2 separate regions of the Mus musculus genome follow, and region 1 is linked to region 2. Evidence: chromatin contacts called from public promoter capture Hi-C data. All regions are on one chromosome and are shown on one strand. Each heading gives the region's core, a stretch centred on a gene start, on an enhancer-like site or on the middle of the called end of the contact. The rest is flanking DNA. Distances are from core to core; before and after follow the strand shown. Region 1 overlaps Mgll (monoglyceride lipase). Region 2 holds the start of Kbtbd12 (kelch repeat and BTB (POZ) domain containing 12).

Evidence for each region. Promoter capture Hi-C pulls out the DNA fragments that hold promoters and counts their contacts.
Region 1: a contact with region 2 is called in a promoter capture Hi-C map of liver. The contact joins the enhancer-like site here to the promoter of Kbtbd12 in region 2. A contact is called at or near these places in 2 of 39 promoter capture datasets (cranial neural crest and liver), 7 of 484 Hi-C or Micro-C datasets (the G1E-ER4 cell line and liver), 6 of 115 datasets of contacts at active chromatin or transcription factors (CD8 T cells, embryonic basal ganglia, embryonic stem cells and 3 more) and 3 of 9 other capture datasets (adipose tissue, liver and pancreatic islet).

What each region holds. Positions count from the first base shown.
Region 1 is chr6:88,744,702-88,750,252 of GRCm38.p6, forward strand. The region is part of intron 2 of Mgll (monoglyceride lipase); the gene reads left to right. Among named protein-coding and RNA genes, the nearest start is that of Gm26588, 4.9 kb to the left of the region's middle. Within about 2 kb of position 1,655, at least 64 of the 459 cell types and tissues checked have an H3K27ac peak or open chromatin away from gene starts, as enhancers often do. A contact at or near this core is called in liver, where this site is marked.
Region 2 is chr6:88,625,537-88,631,357 of GRCm38.p6, forward strand. Kbtbd12 (kelch repeat and BTB (POZ) domain containing 12) reads right to left here and starts at 1,893. Exons shown (of 6, transcript NM_001278671.2): 1 at 1,861-1,893.

The DNA.
Region 1 (5,551 bases), core at 405-2,904, 120 kb after region 2:
GCTATGGCAGGACCGAGTGAGGTCATCTTATGGACACCATCGTGTCCGTGGTCTGTCTCAGACCATCTTATATAAAATGACACACGGCTGTATCTCTTCAATTCTTTTTTGCCGTTTCTATTTTTCTAAGTTTTAAGACATTAAGAAAATGAAAATGATAATATTTGTGGGATGTCTTGTGACACATGTATATGTTGTATAGTGTTCAAAGCAAGGTGGGGACATTTGTAATCTCCTTGTGAGGAACTGCATTTATATCCTCTCTGCTAGCGCTTCTGGCCCATCACTGTTTGAAAGGTCACATCCAGCCACTGTCACAGGACAGCAGAACTCACTTCTGTGTCTTGGCACCATCTGTGTCTCTGCTACTCTAGGAAGCAGTTCTGGTTCTGGGGGACAGGACACGATGTCCTTGTACCCCAGGACATTCAGCTTGCTAACACCCTTCTCACTCTGTCCAGCATTCCACACAGTAAGATCCTTATCGCACTCAAACGCGGCCTCAGAGCCTAAGCCGGTTCCCGATCAAAGTTCTCAGTGGCTCTTTCCTCCCCTCTTTCAGTCATAAGCACAGAAGCCAGGGCCTCATCACGCTAGGCAAAGTCTCTACCCCGGAGCCACACCCCCAGCCCTCAGGCTGGTGACACGCATGGGTCCTCCTGGTCATTGTGTCAGGTCACAGTTGTGGCCAAAGCAGCCCTCTGGTCACTGCCCGAGGCTTCTCTTCCTCTAGGAAAATAAATATATTTATATATAATTGGAAAATGCTTTTGCTGGGTGGTGGTGGCACACACCCTTAATCCCAGCACTCAGTAGGCAGAAGCAGGCAGATCTCTAAGAAACCAGCCTGGTCTACAGATTGAGTTTCAGGACTACACAGGGCTACACAGAGAAACTCTGTCTTTAAAAAATGTAATAAAGGAAGAAAGAAAAGAGGAGAAGAGAGGAGAGGGGAGGGGAAGAGAGGGGAGGGGAGGGGAGAGGAGAGGAGAGGAGAGGAGAGGAGAGGAGAGGAGAGGAGAAGAGAAGAGAAGAGAAGAGAAGAGAAGAGAAGAGAAGAGAAGAGAAGAGAAGAGAAGAGAAGAGAAGAGAAGGAGAAGAGAGAAGAAAAGGAAAGGAAAGGAAAAATGTGTTCGCTGTATTATATATTGTACTTAATATACATCATATATGTATGGGGTTTTTTTTCCTATCCGAGAAGAGAAGAGAAGAGAAGAGAAGAGAAGAGAAGAGAAGAGAAGAGAAGAGAAGAGAAGAAGAGAGAGAAGAAAAGGAAAGGAAAGGAAAGGAAAAATGTGTTCACTGTATTATATATTGTACTTAAGATACATCATATATGTATGGGGTTTTTTTTCCTATCTGAGAAGAGAAGAGAAGAGAAGAGAAGAGAAGAGAAGAGAAGAGAAGAGAAGAAGAGAGAGAAGAAAAGGAAAGGAAAGGAAAAATGTGTTCGCTGTATTATATATTGTACTTAAGATACATCATATATGTATGGGGGTTTTTTCCTATCTTTTAAAGAGGCAATAGTTGCTTCAGGAAACCTTGCCTGCACTTGAACTTGGCCCTTTTTAGTTAACTACAGTAGTCTGAGGCTAGGGCTACTCCCACAGTCCTGCGTGCTGCAAACCTTATTAAACAGGAGGCTGGTCTTGGCTCATGACTGCAGTCCCGGGGTCAAGGGCTGCATTTGCTGCGGGTTTTGTGTCAGAGCCCGGGAGCACCACATCTAAGCTTGAGTCATCCCACCCCAGGGACCAGGGCTAACCTAATCCTCTCCCTCCTTCCTCTAACTGCACCAGCATCGAGCTGTGTCCACCCTCTCAGTCAGCACCTCGCTGTGGCAATGAAGGTCCCACAGGGCTATGTGACGAAACTTTTTCTGAGGAGGCACACACTTACTCACCCCAGGCGGGGATCTCATGACAAGCCAAAGCACAGATACCACTGAAGTTCAGTTTGGTGAACCAATGAGTTTTGCTGGGATTACTTACAGGAGTATGGGTGAGAGGTGACTTACAGGAGCAGAAATGACTCAAAGGCAGCTTCCTCACCAAAGCCCACCCCAGTGTAGTGACAGCTCACAGATCTGGGAACCTGGAGCACATTGCCCAGCATGCAAGCAGCTTGGAAAGTATCTTTTTCTGGGTGCCTCAGTTGGTCTAAGCCTCTTCCAGGCAGCTGGTCTGGTCTCAAGAATCATTGCTGCTTTCCTCTTCTGAGAACTCCCTTCAGTCTGAGGGGAACTCCTAGCTTTTATTGCTTTCTTGGACAGGGAGGAGCCTAGTGAAATCTGGTCAGTTTCAGGGACTTCCTGAAGCTGTCTTGAGTTGTTTGCCTTCTTCCGTAGGCGTTTGCTGCAGGATGTAGTGTTTTAATCTCAGAGGAAGCTGTTACACAATACACATAAGATTCCAGAAGACAAACCATGTTCCAAGTTCAGTACCAGTGCCTCCCCATCCCCACCTGCCCTCCTCTTCCCTCGACTATCCTCACCTCTCCTCTTCATCATCAGAGGCCAGTGAGGGTCTGATGAGCTCCAGTTTCTCAGGGCTTTCTTAGCCGCAGTGCTCAGGCCCCTCAGGGTAAAACCAAGCCCTCACTGATTCCCAGACCCATCTGCAGGTAGCATCCACCCCCAGAAGTGATGGTGGTTTGCACTGGAACAGATAAAGGGATGATGAGGCCAGCTGTGCTGCAAGCCATGTCACTCACCACGTGTGACCAGCATGAAGCCGTTTCCTCTGGCTCAGGAAGAACAACAAATGGGGGCCAGGGCTTCCCATCGACAGGGACACTGAGGCTGCCTGCTTCACTGCACTTCCTGTCTCGGAGTTCCCAGTGCAGTGTTTCCTGTCACCCTCCTGTCCTGTGTAAGGTAACAGAGAGGGTCAATCACTTGTGATTGTCATAGAGTTAGGGAGCAAGTGACCCAGGATTTAAACCCCAGTTCACACCAGAGGGAAATGACTAGTGTGCTTTGCATTAGTGTGCTGGCAAGTTAGTACTGTAGTAAGACCTCACAACATGGTGGCTTCAGCGAGTGAGTGGTTGATGGCTCTCTCAGTCTGGAGGTGAACTGTTGAAGTTCTGTCTCACACACTTGCGCAGGACCTAGTTTCCTTCCGTTGTGTTGCCTCACAATTCCTTATGGTGTGACCTAATGACTTCTTAACCTCTTAACCATGGTAAAGAAGAACAAACAAGCCCCAGGCAACACGGAAGCAAGGAATGTGAAAACCTTGAAACCTTGCTGTCCTTTCCACACACATTCCCTTGGCAGCGAGCAATCCTAAGGTCACACGTGGCGGCAGAGGAGGCTAGAGACGTCTCTCTGAAAAGCACACTATATAAAGTGGGAGAAAGGAGGATTGAGGCTTGGGGCAGCCTACCTAAAGGGCCCTCTCCTCTTTGGTGACTTAATACAGGTCTGCCACCAGGAAGGTGCTGTGTGAATTCACCATTCTTGTGTCTGTATGTGGGCACGTGTTCACGTAATAAATACCAAAAGACTTTCCTATGTAGTACCTCTGGCGTGAGCGGGGTCAGTGATATGGTAGGGAGGCCAATATTGAGTCTGGACAGAGCTGGCTTATGGATTTTGATCATTGCTTATTTGTAATGCCTCACTGTAAGAAGAGCTTGAGGCATAGATCTGTGGTCACATACCGCTGGAAAAAAAAAATGCTACCTACACATTTACATCCCTCAGATAAACTCTCAGCCCAAGGGGTGGGAGGGCGGGTGCAGAGAGCCCTGGGCATGGGTAGGAATCAGGCAAATCTCTCAGGTCCTGTAGCGGAGCAGTCAAAGCGCCAAGTCAAGACCAGGCAGATCCAGATTCTGGTTCCAACCCCTAGGCCTAATGGCGGGTCCTCTCCTCCTTGATCTGTGGTGCCCTATCTATAAAGTTGGTGCGGAAGTGGTTTGTGTGAGAGGGGCTACTCTGGTTGTATCTACCCCAGAGGTCTGCATGATGAAGACTCGGTGCTCAGGGTGGTAGTGTAGGAAGAGTTAAGCCACTGAGGGTGTGCTCTAGTTCTCACGGGACCCCTTGAGTTTTCTCAGGAGAAAGAGGTAAAAGGGGCGAGGCCCAACCACACCCATTTCTTTGTTTTCTGGCTTGAGATCCAATCTCCAGGTTCCTCTCCCAACATCACTCTCCTCCAACGTGGGATACGAAACTTGCACCATGCCGTTTGATCTTTAGACTCCAAATCTGTGAACTAGACAACGCTTTTCCTTCCTGGGTTGCCTGAGTCAGGTACTCCACAATGTGTACAGTGAGGGGATTTGACTGGTCCTAGGCTATGGGAGTATCTACTGGGGTGATGAGTTGGTCCTAATATGAGGAAGCTCCCTGGCTTTGGTTTCTCTCCCCTCTGGCTTTTTCGGAGCTTGTGGTCCCTGACAATTCCACTGCCCATTCTATGACATCCCAAGAATTTGCTGAGTCCTGAGTCTGTAGACTTGGGAGCAACAGGCAGGAGGCTCCACCTGCCCCTGGAGTGCTTAGCCCACCAGGAGAATTTCTGGTCCTCCATATCTTGCCTCCTGCCTGCTCTATCCTGAGTTTCTCTCTGACACCCTTCAGCAAGGACACACTGACCACGAGCTGTGCTTGTTATGAGCTCCTTGTCCCACCAGCCCCCTCCACTCCCCTCGAAGGGTCTCAGTGGCTGAGGAATCTAGGTTGGCAAGTGGCAGGACCTTCTGAGATGGGAGGTTTCTATGTGGTGAGGGTTGGAAGGACAGGCTTGGTGTGAGAGGGCTGAGGCAGAGCCATAGCAGAGTGCTGGCCATGCCTGGCTGGCTGCTGAGTGGGGGAGCTGGAGTTGTGGGTTTGAGTTGGAGAGGCAGGGAAGGGTTAGAGTTAGGAGGCTGCTCTGAGCTCAGGTGAAAAGGGATGGGTTGAAGGAACAAATCCAAGAGCCGAGAGGACCTGGGGAAGAGCTTCGTGTTGAGGAAGTCCTGAGACTCAAGTCTAGGCTGTGCAAGGACAGACTGAACAAGGCACCGTCCAGGCTGAGCACTTGGGAGTTCAGGACTTGGGGTTCAAAGCACAGCAGAGAGCTAAAAGCCCAAGACAGGATCCAAGGAGGCATACTGTCCATTCCAGGGCAGCCCAAGAATTCACTGTGGGTGTCAAGTTCATGAGAACCTGGGAAAGTGTCCAAGCCTGACACGCTACCTAAATGTATACCTTCTTCTACTTGAGCTGTTCTCTGCTGGGAGAGACTTTTTTCTCTCTCTCAAAACCTGATTGGATCAGTCAGGGAACACACTGAGCGGCTGCTCTCGACCAGTTATTGCCCTGTACAGCAGAAATGAGGATTGAAGAGGAAGAGGACTATGGAGATGTACAGCCAGGGTAACCAGAGACAAGGTACTAGAAAGCCCAGGAGCATGGGAAGCCAGAGGCAAGGGTCTGTCGGGGAGAGATGGAAGGGAATGTTGTCACCCTGAGCCTTGGGTGTTGCTCTATTGAGCACAGGAGGGAAAGGATACATGAAGCCAAGGCCCTGGGTACACGGAAACATACAACGCTAGACAG
Region 2 (5,821 bases), core at 643-3,142:
TGTGTCACCACACCTGGCTCCTCATTGTTTTTTATAGTGTCAAAGGGCTAACAATTCTAATGCGTACACGTAATACTCTGTGTTAGGAATACCCTCCTTCCCCGGTCCAGTTCTTCAGAATTCAGCGCAGATAACATTTTCTGAAGTAAAGGACTTCATGTTTTATTCACTTCTCTATTCCGTGTCTGTGTTGATACCTGGTATGGAAGAGTTGCTTGGTCTCCAGTCCAGGCCCCATCCTGCTTAGCCTCAGAGATCTGACAAGAGCAGGAGCGTTGGGGGAGGGGAGAGTCTATCCCCAAGCTATCCCAAAAGTGGTTGCTGTATCTCAGTTACGTTCTTCTAGCTGGGTTGTCTTGTCTGGTCCCAGTGGGAGAGGATGCGCCTAGCCTCACAAACTTGATATGTGTGTGTGTGTGTGTGTGTGTGTGTGTGTGTGTGTGTGTGTGATACCCAGGAGGGCCCCCACCTGCTCAGTGGATAAAAGGAGGAGGGAGGGGGGAAATATTGTGGGAGGGGTGACAGGGAGGGGAATGTAAAGTGAGTAAATTAAAAAAAAAAGAGTTTCTTGGTATGGTTGTTTGATCAAACTAATGCTTTGTTTAGTTCTACATCATTCCTAATAACCTTACCCTCCTATATCTGAATAAATATTTCTGAGGCAGGGTCTTTCTAGGTAGCCTTAGCTGGCCTCTGATTCACAGCAATCTTGCCTGCCTCTGTCTCCTGTGTGCTAGGATTAAAGGCATGTGTCACTATATCTGCCCTTCTCTCTTTGTGTTTTTACATGTATATGTTAGCTTTGGAGATTCTGATTTTGCTTAAACCATGCTTTAAGTTATTATCCTCTTGTCCAACTATAAATCCTTCCAGGAGACTTTCTTCCCTTTATTTGTGGCATTATGACATCTACTTTTGACCTCCACCCTCAAAGTTAATTCACAGTCATTATTTGCTCTCTGAGATAGAGGCCTCATTCCTGGGGAAGGGCCAGCTGAAGCAAACTTGAAACATTCCCGCATTTATAGAAAAAAAAAATGGCAACAATGGCTTATTTCCAAGTGACCTAAAAGCCAGCTGCAGCTTCTCAGTTGGCACATCTGCCCACCCGTGCTAAGCCCTAAGTGTCAGCCATTATTTATGGTGCCTTCCCTATTTCTCTTCTTGAGGGTGATTTTACAGCCATTTAAGTTTGTGACCCCTGGTTTATAACCTAACACTCTTACTGTATGTTGTTTCTGCCATCACCAGATTTCCCCAGTCCTACTTTTGCCAGCGCGGTAGGAAATGGCTGAACATGCATACCACCCTAATTACACTCAACTTTCCCCGCTGATGTCGTTTCCCTGATTTGTTTAATACGAACAAGTCACCCTCAGATGTACATAAGGCTTGCAATAATGAGTCACAGAGATGATAAAGACAAATAAGCTTTCTCTTCTTTTTCCTTTGGTGTGCTCGCAATGTTTTGCATTCACCCAGTTCCTTATACTTTTTCCGAGTGCTTTAATATGCATTATAGCTCATTAGTTCCTCTTAAGAATCATGTGGGGAAAATGCAAGGCAATTATATTCCTGGCTTTAAAGTTAAGAGAGTCGCCCAGGGATACATTCAGCGCTGATTGAATTTAAACGAACCGAACCCTGCTTTATTATGGGCTCCGGGAAGGCAGGAGAGCCCTTACCTCGATGGCATTTATAGTCTAGCGGGGTCGCAAAATAATCAGCCGGGTCATTTAGGGAAGGGAATTATCCTGGAGGTCTAGCAAATGGATTATGCCGCAGGGAGACCGGAGCGGCCGCTGACCCCACACCGGCCGGCCGACCGAGGGGGCGTCCCCTCTCTAGGCCCCTACTTACTCGCTGCTGCTCCGCCGCCATGGCGCCGTGACTAGGCACACGCGGGGTCGGGAGGGCGCGGCGGGGCAGGCCTGACTGACTACACTACCCGAAATGGGCCTGGGCTGACAAGCACTATAAATAGACCAAGCGAGGGGGGTGCAAGGGACAGGCGGCGTCCCAGCGAGGACGAGGAGGGCGCTGGCGGCCACCCAGAGGTAACAGGTGCTCGGCCTCCGCGCGGGAAGCGGCCGGGACACGCGCTGCAGTGTGCGCCTGCGCGGGGTCTTCCCGCGCCTGTTCCACACAGACCCCAGAGGTCCCTCACCGGCAAGTGCGCCTGCGCGGGGTCTTCCCGCGCCACACCGCGCGCTAGGGACAACGGTGTTCTGTCAGTCAAGAGCCCAAAAAGACACCTTTGAAAAGAGAATTTGGAAATCGGATCTTTTAAGGGGACACGTCTTTCATTTAATCTTTAAACGTTGCAAAGCTCACCCGAGGCTTCTGTGTGATCTTATTGAGTACGGCCTATGGTAGGGTTGCTGAAGAAAACACAGGAATCCAGTTAAATATACAATTCAGACATACAAGTGGTATTTCTTTTCTTTTTTTCGTATAATATGTTTCAGAGATCGCATGGCCAGTCCACATTTAGAAGCAACTCATTGTTTTGAAACCAAAAACAGGTTTTGGTTTCAATACAGAACATAGAATTCTGTATTTTTATTTATTACAGCTGGCAACTGAATTTCAGCACTCAGCTTCTGATGTGGGAGGGGGGATTTCCTGTAAGTGGAAAGTGTCCCCGAATCCTGAGAAAAGATTAATTCTGTTCTCAGGGTGCTCTCAGTGATGGGGAGCTAGTACCCCTCAGAATGTCATAGAGCATCATCTATTTTGTGATTAAAGACTCAGTATTAAGTCAGCTAGCTTAAAACGAGCCAGAATGGCTTTAGTGTAGTAATACACATTTGTGTGAGGGTTACAAGCTCTTGGGAGGAGGGGTCAAATGACCCTTTCACAGGGGTCACCTAAGACCCTTGGAAATATCACCACAACATGAGAGTCTGTATTAAAGGGTCACAGCATTAGGAAGGGTGAGGATCTCGATAGGTTAAAGTGAAGCTGTCAGTGGATGTGTATTTCTAGGAGAGAATCTGTCACCTGGTTGTTTCAGTTTCTAGAAACCGTTCTGATTCTTTTGTGTGTGATTCCTTTCTCTTAAAGTCAAGATCAAGCTAGAAGTGGTTGGACATACTTGTAATTCCAGCACCCAAGAAGTAAAGGCAGGGGAATCAGGAATTTAAGGGGCTGTCGGCTTCACTGGGAGTTCAAGGCTAGCTTGGGGCACATGAGACACTGTACAATAATACTCCGTTACTCCCTCCCCCAAAGCTTTGGGGGTCATAGAAATAAGTCTTTCTCAGGTTGGATCATTCTGGTGCACACTCATATTTTTCCTTTTAAAAAAATCTTTGTGGTAAAATATGTTTAACATAGATTTTACCACCTAGTCATTTTAAGTGTTCAATCTAGCATCACTAAATATATTTATATATCAATATATAAACTATAACTTACTATAGTTTGGATGTTGATTTTCCCCCAGAAGTTTGCATGTTGAACCGGTGAGTTCCAGAATGATGCTATTTGGAGGTGTTTGACCCTTAGGGCGGGAGACCTGATAAGTCCTTAGATTACTGGAGGGCATGCCTCTGATAGAGTCAACAGGAGCTCAGTTGGTTCTCTTCCTCTCCTACTTCAGTTTGCCTACTAGAGGTCCAAAACAATGGGCTCAGTTTGGAACCGTTCCTGCTTGAAAGAAAATCTTTCTTTTCTTTATAAGTTAATCATCTCAGATATTTCGTTATAGTAACTGGAAGCTGACTAATACAACTGCCATCACCACTTCCATTTCTATATTTTAAAATCATGACAGTCATTAGAAAGTAATGCCTCATTTTTCTTCTTTCCCAAATATCCAATCATCTCTAGACTATTTTCTGCTTGTATAAATTTACCTTTTATATACTTTACATAAGCAGAAACATATATTTGTCTTTTGTTACTAATTTATTGAATACTGCCCTTAAAGTTCATATATCATCTATGAAAATTTTCATGTTTTAAGACTCAATATTACTCTATGTATTTAATGTATGCATATTTAATTGGATTTTTCATTTTTGAGAGAACTCACTATGCATTCATGACTGTCCCCAGACTCATCATCCCCTGGCCTCAAGTCTCCCTTAGAACATTTTAATATTATTCTCACATATGTCAGTATCTTATAGTTCATGTTTTAGTTATTTGAGGAAATTTCTCTCCGTTTCTCACAGATCTACAGCTCCATTTAGAGCCATCTACAGTGATTTCTGTCCCTCCTTTTAGTTTTCTTTACAGGATGTCAGTGTGAAGCCAAGGAATCTTGTCTTGAAGCCTTCTTTAATTTTCTCACTGGTCATTTTAGTTTACCTTTTATATTTGTTTCAGGAGAAAGTGAGTTCTGTGAAAAATCAGAGCTTTGAGTCCAGGGGCCAATTTAGAGCCTTCATTTTATCCCTAGGTGACTTTAGTTGATTTAGAAATCTTGTTTGCCAAATGATGAGTGTTAATATTTAACAAACATCGATACATCAAACACTAAGGGCTCTGCAGCTTGAACTTGGTCCTTGGTTGGCCTCATGTGTGTATGTGTGTGTGTGTGTATGTCTTGTGTGTATGTTTGTGTGTGTGTCTATGTCTCTGTGTGTTTGTGTGTTTATTGAGTGTGCGTATATGTGTATGTATGTGGGGGTGTGTGAGTGTGTGTGTCTGTGTGTTTGTGTATGTATGTGTGTGTATGTGTGTGAGTGTGTATGTATGTGTGTGTGAATGTGTGTATGTGTGTGTATGTGTCTGTGTGTTTGTGTATGTCTGTGTGTGTGTTTGTGTGTGTGCATGTGTGTGAACACATGTACACAGGCAGCTTGAGGTGCAGGTGTGATAGTGGAACAGTTGCAATGTTTTCTCTCCTTCCCTTCTTTCTCTTCCTCCCTTCCTTCCTTTCTTCTTTCTTTTCTGTCCTTGTTGATTCTTGTCTAAAAAGCACAGAACATTCCCATCTGTGCCTGGCGTGTCGTGCTCTCCGTGCTTGGCCTTGTACTGTGGCAATGGGCAACACTCACTGCATACCTGCCCCCCTCCATGCTAGTCAGTTTTCTGTCACTTTAACAAATGCCCGAGAAAATCAGCTTATAAAGGAAAAGGGTTCATTTTGGTTCATAGTTTTATAGATTGCAGTTCATGATCAACTGGCCTCATTGCTACTGAGCCTGCAGAGAGAGGTACATTAGGGCAGAAGTACGTGAGTGCAATAAGAGTACTTGTTTTATGGTCTGGGAGTAGAAGAATGGCAGGAAGAGACCGAGGTCCTACAAATGACTTTGAGGACACACCCCTAGCGATCTGGAGACCTCATCCTAGGCCCTACCTCGTAAAGTCCCCATTGCCTTCTGATTGCAGCAAGCTTGGAGTGAAGCTTGAGCATATAAGCCTTGGAGAACATTCCAGATCTGAACTATGACACAGCAGCTGTGAAAGCACTCATACGCCAGGACCTCTGTCCTCTTCACCCCTGCAACATGCATGTGCTCAGCTCAGGGCAGCATCAAATGGCTGTAAGACAAAGTGCTTACATGCAAGAAGGTATGCCTGCACACCCAGTGTCCTGATCCTGTCCCCCGAAGCCTTGTTTTCTGCAAAGCACTTATATTCCTGCAGTAGAACAGGCAGACAGTAATGGGTCTATTTACATAGAAAGCTGGTGAGATGATGAAATAGTCCTGCTAGTGAGCATGAAAGTACATAATAAGCTATAAAGTCACACCAAGTCATCTTCCTCTGACAGGCATGCGATTCTAAATCAAACTCATTGCTAAAGATCTTGAAGACAGGCTTTTGTGGTTTTCCTCTACTCTTATTCTTCAGAGTGCTTTCC